Regions from separate parts of the Danio rerio genome. Here regions 2 and 3 are each linked to region 1. The links are chromatin contacts, called in public Hi-C maps. All regions are on one chromosome and are shown on one strand. Each heading gives the region's core, a stretch centred on a gene start, on an enhancer-like site or on the middle of the called end of the contact. The rest is flanking DNA. Distances are from core to core; before and after follow the strand shown. Region 1 holds the start of ftr15 (finTRIM family, member 15). Region 2 holds the start of epc1b (enhancer of polycomb homolog 1 (Drosophila) b). Region 3 overlaps nrp1b (neuropilin 1b).

Region 1 (3,116 bases), core at 450-2,949:
TAGGACACACCGAGAGAGAAGCAGCAGAATCAGTCATTCACTCAGCTCTTACTGCTGCTTCACACAGACAGCATGTTCCCCACAGGGGCTTCAGTGGCACTCAAAGTGCTCCAGCACTGGGCTCCTCACTGACTGACTGCAGAACAGTGCTAACTGAGTCTCAATTAGCTCTTCCAGCAGTCAGCAGTTGATCTTCTGCTCAAAACTCACCTTCTGAGACTCTATAGCCACTCTCAGCTCCACACACTCCTCCTGTTTCCTCTGGATTCTCTGATTATGTTTACTCTGGGTTTCCTCCAACTGCCTCTGCAGAAATCATAGAATACAGTAAATACATTACATTTACTACACTTGTCACAAATTTATTTAATAGTTTGTATAGTGTAATATGGATCATACCTGTTTGTCAGTCCTCTCTGCTGTAGCTGATACGATCTCATGGTTTTTGTGTTCATCCACACACAGCAAACAAATACAGCACTGATCAGTGCGGCAGAAAACCTCCAGTAGTTTGTCATGTTGAGGGCAGATCATCTCCTGCAGTCGTCCAGTGGCGTCCATCAGATTGTGTCTTTTACCTCTGAAGAAACTCTCGTGTTGTTCAAGATGATTTTGGCAGTAAGAGTTCAGACACACCAGACAGGATTTGACGGCTTTGTTTTTGTCTCCGGTACAAACATCACACTCCACATCTGCAGATTCAGAGTAACAGTGAGCAGGACGAGCAGCTTGTAGTTTGGTCTTCTTGAGTTGCTCCACCACTTCAGCCAGCATGGTGTTTTTCCCTAAAGCAGGTCTTGGAGTGAAGGTCTGTCTGCACTGAGGGCAGATGTAGACTCCCCTCTGCTTATCCTGATCCCAATAGCCGGAAATACAGCGCATACAGTAACTGTGTCCACAGGGAATAGTTACTGGACCCTTCAGTAGATCCAGACAGATTGAACAGCTGAACTGATTCTGAGACCACGAAATACCAGCTTCTGCCATTTTCTTGCACAAAGAGAAAAAAACAAAAGCTTAGCTAACTTTCATTTTAGCTAAACTGGTTTTTCCTGATTTTGCATGTAAGAAAAATACAAACAGTGACTATTGAACAGCAGGCTGTATACGTGCAAATAATAGTGCAAGAGAAAAAAAATCTACAAAAGTTGATAACAATTTAGATATATTTTAAGGATTTAAAAAGAGTATAAAAAGCATTGACAAAAACATCATTTTTTATTACTGTCGTTCAGCGTCCACAAGATGGCGGTGTCGGTCAGAAACACAGTCCGCGGGGGTGTGAAGGCGCGGTGCTCCGGCAGGGGGCCCTCTCACTAGCTATGGAATTTTCCATGTCTGTTTAGTTTGTGCCAAACACATGATGCAGCACATTCTAGACCAGAGCTGTTCAACAGGCTCATGCAAGATCATTACACAAAATAACACTTCATTTTGATTACAGAATTCAAAACATCTTGAAAGCACCCTTTATGTTACAATATATGCTACTCAACACTTAGATACAGCTAAACACAGATGGGCATGCACATGTTAAGTCATTTATTTACATTACAGTAACACTGAAGGATTGGAAGAAGTAGTTAGAAGTAGTAGAAGTAGTATTTTTACTTGCATTATTGTGGCAACATCCTGCTGAAAACCAACTAAGTGCTAGTTTGCTAAATTAGTTCAAGCTGGTTACTCATTCAGACCTGATTGAAACTATTAATGTTTACTTAAAGGGACAGTTTTTCACCCAAAAATGAGACTTTTTTTTTACCTTTATGGGCATTTTTGTCTTTTTCATGTTAAATATTTTGATAATTATGGCTGGGTAGTACAACCGCCTCACAGCAAGAAGGTCGCTGGTTTGAGCCCCGGCTGGGTCAGTTGGGATTTCTGTGTGGAGCTTGCATGTTCTCCCTGTGTTTGCGTGGTTTTCCTCCGAGTGCTCCAGTTTCCACCACAAGTCCAAAAACATGCAGTATAGGTGAATTGGGTAAGCTAAATTGTCTGTAGTGTGTGTGTGTGTGTGTGTGTGTGTGTGTGTGTGTGTGTGTGTGTGTGTGTGTGTGTGTGTGTGTGTGTGAATGAGTGTGTGTGGATGTTTCCCAGTGATGGGTTGCGGCTGGAATGGCATTCACCGCGTAAAATATATGCTGGGTAAGTTGGGGTTCATTCCGCTGTGGCAACCCCAGATAAATAAAGGGACTAAGCTGAAAAGAAAATGAATGAATGATTAATTTCAAAATTAGTTTTTATGTAACAGAGAAATTAGTTTTTTTTATTGTGAAACCTCACCAATTTTACTGCTTTAAAAAATGGTTCCAACCATTAATATTATCATGAGACTGTTATTATAATAATAAACAGCATAAACTTTAGTATGGAAAACATTCAAGTTTTATTTAAAACAAAATCAGACTGTTTTAAAAAGTACAAATTCTTAACATGATTGAATTTTTAATAATAATAATAATAAAAATTCCATTCATTTATGTAGCGCATTTTTGGACACTCAAAGCACTTTACACATTTTGGGGCAGGATCTCCTCATCCACCACCAGTGAGCAGCATCAACCTGGATGACGTGAGGACATATTGACCCAGAACACACACCAGCTGATTGGTGGAGAGGAGTGAAGAAGCCAATTATGATATAGGGATGGTTAGGAGGCCATGACAGACAGAAGCCATTGGGCAAATTTGGCCAGGATGCCAGGCTTAAACCCCTGCTCTTTTTTGAAGGACATCCTGGGATTTTTAATGACCACAGAGAGTCGGGACCTCAGTTTGTTTCATCCGAAAGATGACACTCACTGAGCAGTATAGACTCCTCTTCACTATACTTGGGCATTAAGACCCACACAGACTGCAGGTTAAGCACCCCCTGCTGGTCTCATTTACACCATCTCCGGGAGCAACCTAAATTTCCCATGTGGTGTTCCATCCAGGTACTGACCAGGCACAACCCTGCTAGCTTCAGTGGGCGACCATGAGAGAGTTGCAGAGAGCTAGCTTTTTACCCACTTTTAAAAATAATTATGCTGATAAAGAAATCTTTGACAAAACAACAGCTGCGTCCCAAATCACATACTTATGCACTATTCTACGCCATTTTGTAGTAAAATAGT
Region 2 (3,116 bases), core at 411-2,910, 500 kb after region 1:
GAGACTGTTTTATTCCGCTTACCATTTAGATTTTAAAAGTTTGATGAACTGGATGAGCCTGTCTGACTGTCAGTGAATGGCAAATGAAAACATCCCTTACCTCAAAACTCTGTGCATTATAAGAAAAAGAAAGCGCAATGTACAGTCTGAGGTGTAGCATGCATTTATAACATTTTTTTTTTTTTTTGTGCAGTGACGCTACTTTGAATGAGTCCGATGTCCTGTACATTAAACAGCAACTGTGTTTCATGAAAGACAAAGTTAAGATGCTGTTCTTTTATCCTATGTGGTTGCTATGAGGATAAACATGGGACCAAAACCTTAAGTATGGTGAGAATGAATGAATGACATGTCCTTTTTGCCTAGTAGGCCTACATTCTGTTTTATTTGCTAATTTAAGCTATTTTTTAAAAGATAAATATAATGTATAAAACTATACGTTATTTATTAATTCATATTACCTATACGTCTGATAAGCTTTTAATATTAATGGAGAATGCACAGATATTAATGTTTCACAATGTTTTTACAATACATTTTTTGTTTTTATCTACCAAGCTTGGTTTACAATGTTTACATTGTTCTACTTGCATTAAATCTAAATCCCAAATATCAGAAATGCCATCAGATTAAGATTTAATTAATGTCAGGTTTAATATTATTTATTAATGCACTTACTTGACAGATTTCATTTGTTAATTTTTCTTCTGCTTTGTCCCTGGTTTATCAGGGGTTACCACAGTGACCCCTGATAAACAATGAACCGCCACTTACTTGACATTTATATATTTTAATTCTTAGTAGTTTAATGTTTGGTAAAATAATTTCAAATAGCATCTTTAGGGATTACACTGTCTTGTCTCGATAGGTGGATTTAGAGGTTGTTGCAAAAAAAAGCACTTGTGGATTTAGCTGGTTTTGACGCAAAAGAAAATTTACCTTGTTGAAAAACAAAGTTACATTTTTAAAAAAAGGTATTTTATTTACTGGATAACCTTATCATCATTAGAGAAGCCTGGTAGAAAATGCTCAATTACCAAAAAAAGAGGTCTGATGGATTTAGAGGGTTTTGCATCTGAACTCTTTTTAGTTTTTAATTGTTACATTGTGTATTTAATATTTTGTATTATTATTACTATAATGTAGTATTGTTTGTAAAATGCACAAGATCCCATCGGTCATTAAGTCACCTAAAGTCACAGTTCTTTAGACTTCATCAGTATGTATATCTCTTTTGTCCTATATCAGTCAAAATTGATATAATGTTTACATTCACCGGCGAAATAGACGCATGTTTTTGAAGAGGCGCGCTCTGTAAAAGGTATGGGAGTGGTTTTTTCCTCCCTCCCCCCTATCTATCTCTCCGCGCGCCGCGAGCGCATGCGTTGTAAGCCCGTGTGGGAATGGCTGATCTGGGATCGGGGGGTTGGGCCGCCGAGCACGAGCGGACCGTTAAAGAGTGTTTTTAATGTCCGCCATGTTGGCCATGGCGCACTGAGCCTGGAATCAGGGACCGGAGCGCGCTGGAAACACAGACCGAGAGAGAGCGACCTACACCCGGCCTCGCGCCTCCGCTCGCCCCGCCACCACCACCGAGCGATCCGTGCACTGCTGGACACCGAACCGGCATCATCCATGAGAACTTTAATCGGACCAGCAGGGAACATTAGGGGATCGGATAGATTTATGCTGCATCTCGAATTATAAAGAAAATGAGTAAACTGTCGTTTCGGGCGCGGGCGCTGGACGCTTCCAAGCCTCTACCCGTCTTCCGTTGCGAGGACCTGCCCGACCTGCACGAATATGCGTCTATTAACCGGGCAGTGCCACAGATGCCCACGGGGATGGAGAAAGAGGAGGAATCGGTACGTTTTTTCACTTAAAGTTGTGTATTTTGAGAATAATTTTATTTTTACTGTCAGAGGCGCGTCCCCTGCTTCTCTGCGCCAGTGTATACAAAATGGCCGCCATTTCTCTTGCAGAAACGCGTCAAATTGGTCGCTATCGTCCAATGCAGACGGGTTATAATGTTTTTGGACCAAACGTTGGTGCTTTTTCTCTACAAATACAACATCGGATGTCGTTATTACGCATTATTTTTGTCAGTATATGGCTTACGGAGTACAAAGGAGTCACGTGATCACGGGGAAAGCCGCCATTTTGTTGCTTATCTTGGGGCTCCGTAGAGGTGCTGTTCCGCGCACTGGCCTGTGGATGGCGCCTATTTTGCTCCCCTGCACCCAGCAATAACCAATTAGCACCCAGAAAAACAATCAGGACTGCATTCGGTCTTATTCTTAAATTAAATACTAATGCATGCCCTGTTTCAATTCCTAAAAAGCGTAAGATTTGATCAGAATACATGAAATTTCCATTAAAGCAGTGAAGTCATTACATGTTTAATTTCAGGCTTTTCTAATGGAGGTGATTTGCATTTGTTTACATTGTGAATGCATTAATGCATGCATCTGTGGTTTGGCAGAGGCAGCCTATCTTGCCCCACCGGTCTGTTGAGATGTGTGTATGCAGTTATCTGTTTGACCGGGACAGGGGCGCACATGGGGCCTTGTTTTGTTTTCTCAACACAGGGCAGCTGAAGCTCTTGACATCTCCATACCATCTATAGATCAGCACAAGCAAACGTTATATATAAATAAAATGCAGCTTTCTCTCTCACCAGCTGCTAAAGTGTAAATATCTTTAAATTATCTCACTAAATTCTTTCCCTCATCACATTTGTATGTTTCTGAGCTTGTTATGATTTTAAGGCATGAAATGAAAGCATTAAAGACACACATTTGTATTAGTAAGTTGTAGTCATTTCACGTACAAGAACATAAAATGAGTCTGGATGCGAATGATTGACATTTTTCACACCGATCTGATAATGTGTGTGAATGTGCTGGGGGGAAATGATGTGTACGTAGTAAACATGTCGCCCATGTTAAAATGCTTGACAGGGAAGGTGTCAGCACTGTTAATGCTGTGGTGTTTGTGTGTGTGACGCTATCTCTGTCACCCCAGCACTGTTTTTTTATGCTAATAATAGGTTATATGGGGGTCAGAGTTGGTCTACAGTCTGTCAGATGATGCTCTGGTGTCTTTTGTGCACGTGT
Region 3 (3,116 bases), core at 334-2,833, 370 kb after region 1:
GTGGTTCAGATTTGTGAGAAGAAGCGCTGTCCAGTCTCTGGCAGCAAGAATTAGGCAAAAGATGCCATGTTCAGAAGAACTGTTCATAATCTTCACTCAATGTTCTATTAATGTTCAGGACACTTCATGTTCAGAAGAAATAATTAAAACTGTTAATAATGACATTTGAGGACTCACCCAGAATTTGCCTCCTGCGGCCCCCAGGTATATTGAGTTTGAGACCCCTGCTGTAGATGCTCTGTTTGACTGTTTTCTTACAGTAAAACGCTCAGTTTTTCCATTTACAAAGTCTATCATGTAAATAGCAAATGCGCTATGGCTCGACGCAACTGGCTCTTAAATGGAATGGGAGATGAGACTCTGATTGGTTTATCTTCAAAACACATCTATAACTCATTAAGAGAATAAGCTCAACCCTGTTAGACCATGCGCCACGGCGCAAAGCGGATTTTTCCGTCCTTAAAATATCAAAAGTGGATTCTGACACGCCCTTAATGCGTTTTCACTCTACGCTTTGGACTTTGCGCATGGATCGTCAAAATAGAGCCCATAGTGTGTGTTTGTGTGTGTGTGCATAAATACACTTACTGTGTTCTGATAGCTGAGCTGCCTATTTTGATTTTCTCAGACATATCAAGAAAAGTAATAATTAAAAATTTTAACTCCTCCCAACAGGGAAAACCAGCAACAATCAAGAATGCATGCTTGTACGGTGTCATGGCTTTGCAGTCAAAAAATGTCATTATAATGGAAGTCAATGGGGCAAAAACAGTCACAAACATAATGAAAGGGCTAATTTGTATGTGTATTGTTGAATTATTTAATTTGTTTAAAATAGTTTTCTCAAAATATGAGTCAAAATAAGATTGGTCAAATAAGATTGGAAATTTGTGGCCAATTTAAGACTCAAAATCACCCCAGAGTGGATAAAAACACCCCCAACAGCACACAAGGGTTACCATGAATATGTATAATGGTATATTACTTGTAAAAACATCAGATAACTAAAATATCTATATATTCTTGGTCTCGTTTCAGAGCCCACAACACCTCTTCCTCTTGCCACTACTATGGAGACTACAGCAGCTACAGTCACTAGCGCTAGTATGCTACTAGGAAACATCCCAACAACTACCACTTTTCCAACAACGGCAGAGAATTGCGATGATGATGATGGAAACTGCCATAGTGATGCATTGACAGACTACGACACAACAGGTTATATTCATGCACATACATTCACATTTGATAGCCTGTCATTACCATCTATCATTTTAATATTGAGCTAATTATGTTAGCTTAACCATAACACTCCACTCCCAGCTCCTTTGAGAGACCTTAAGGTATTTTTAGATTTTAATTAAGCCATTATTTACTCTCTTTATTAAGCTGCTTTTATAACAGATACTGGGAGGTCTCTGTAATGTTGTTCATTTCTAGTTTTACTGTCACAGTGGGACACTAAAGTCCTCATAAGGAAAGTGAAACCTCACACACACAAACATCCACACATAGACTGTGACCCAAAAGGTTACAAACACAAACACCCACGTGGTGAAACTACGACCCTGCAGGTTACGTACGCTTAGCAAAATAGCTACATGCTACGACCTGTAGGTTACACACAAACAGCAGGAGACTGTGACCTATCAGATTACCCAAACACAAAAACACATTTACCATCTCAAACACACAATAAAACCAAGACAGTAGCTCTCATTCAGTAATCACTGCATGAATAATTTCATATCTATGCAGAGTAGAACAAAAAAACATATCTGGCTAATGCATAGCATGTGAGTCCGCTCATGCTCCTAACTTAGTTGACATTTTAATGAATTTTGAGTATTTAAAATTAGTTCCTGCATGTCATAGGTTAGTAATTTGAATAAATAGATCTGCATTCCAGCGGCACTGTGGCCTCACAGCAAGAAGGTCGCTGGTTTGAGTCCCAGCTGGGCCAGTTGGCATTTCTGTGTGGAGTTTGCCATTATAGGTGAATTGAATAAACTAAATTGACTGTAGTGAATGAATGTGTGTGTGTGTGAATGCCAGAGTGTATGGGTGTTTCCCACTACTGGGTTGCGGCTGGAAGAGCACCTGCTTTTTAAAACATGCTGGAATAGTTGGCGGTTCATTCCGCTGTGGCAACCCTTGATAAAAAGGGGGAAAAGCCTAAGGAAAACGAATGAGATCCACATTCCTCTGTAGCATATTGACAATATCTCTCATTAAAAATACTTTATGATGCTTACTGCATGTTATGAGATTAATTAATCTGTGATGTTTGCATATGTGTTTTCATATTCAAGATTTTCATAAATTTAGATTTACTTTTTATTGGAAAGTAGCTGGATCCTAATTTTTGTGGAGATATTAGTTTCAGGCAAGAAAATGAGACCCAGTGATTAAAATTTACCCACACGAAACTAACCTATATGTTTTTATTTTTTTATTTTTATATGTTTTTAATATATGTTACATATATAAAATTGGCTGTTTTCATATATTATATGTACATATATGCACATGTGTGCATATATGTATACATATATACGTGCATACATGTACCTATAAATGTCCATCAATATGTTCACCTATATGTTTACCTATATATTAATAAATTGTTAAAATCCATCGCTGCTAGACAACATAAATAAAAGCCCAAAATGTAGAAATTTACATTTTTATATTTAATTAAGAACAATCAAATACTACAAGAAAAAAATATAGCCCAAGAACAAAAATAAGACAAAAAGCTGAATAGAAAAATGACATAAATGTTTCAGGAAATTGTGTAGACATCATGGCTTTCCATCTCCTCTCACTTATTTGCCATAATTAAATTCCATAACATGCCAATTACATGTGATGCTGATATCAAGTGTTCGTACATACATACATACATACATACATACATACATACATACATACATACATAAATACATACATTTGCCTTTATAATAGAAAATATGAGCTAGACATCATGTATGACAGGTGCCGCAGTTAGATATGAGCTATATAGGAGACATATGTTCATATCATATGTACATATAGGACTTATATGTGGATATAAAGAAGCAATACAAGAGCACTATTATATGGCCTGTAAATGC

Evidence for each region. Hi-C and Micro-C count contacts between places; a contact is called where the count stands out from the background.
Region 2: a contact with region 1 is called in a Hi-C map of hematopoietic stem cells, with 1.8 times the contacts expected there. The contact joins the promoter of epc1b here to the promoter of ftr15 in region 1. A contact is called at or near these places in 2 of 18 Hi-C or Micro-C datasets (hematopoietic stem cells and an unstated tissue).
Region 3: a contact with region 1 is called in a Hi-C map of embryo, with 2.7 times the contacts expected there. The contact joins the enhancer-like site here to the promoter of ftr15 in region 1. A contact is called at or near these places in 3 of 18 Hi-C or Micro-C datasets (caudal fin, embryo and an unstated tissue).

Annotation. Positions count from the first base shown.
Region 1 is chr2:46,297,004-46,300,119 of GRCz12tu, forward strand. It overlaps ftr15 (finTRIM family, member 15), which reads right to left and starts at 1,700. Exons shown (of 8, transcript XM_073929239.1): 1 at 1,616-1,700; 2 at 1,226-1,316; 3 at 400-990; 4 at 211-306. The coding sequence starts at 987.
Region 2 is chr2:46,794,359-46,797,474 of GRCz12tu, forward strand. It overlaps epc1b (enhancer of polycomb homolog 1 (Drosophila) b), which reads left to right and starts at 1,661. Exons shown (of 14, transcript NM_001089409.1): 1 at 1,661-1,865. The coding sequence starts at 1,713.
Region 3 is chr2:46,670,363-46,673,478 of GRCz12tu, forward strand. It overlaps nrp1b (neuropilin 1b), which reads left to right. Exons shown (of 17, transcript NM_205674.1): 11 at 1,039-1,218. Among named protein-coding and RNA genes, the nearest start is that of nrp1b, 44 kb to the left of the region's middle. Within about 2 kb of position 1,584, at least 7 of the 62 cell types and tissues checked have an H3K27ac peak or open chromatin away from gene starts, as enhancers often do.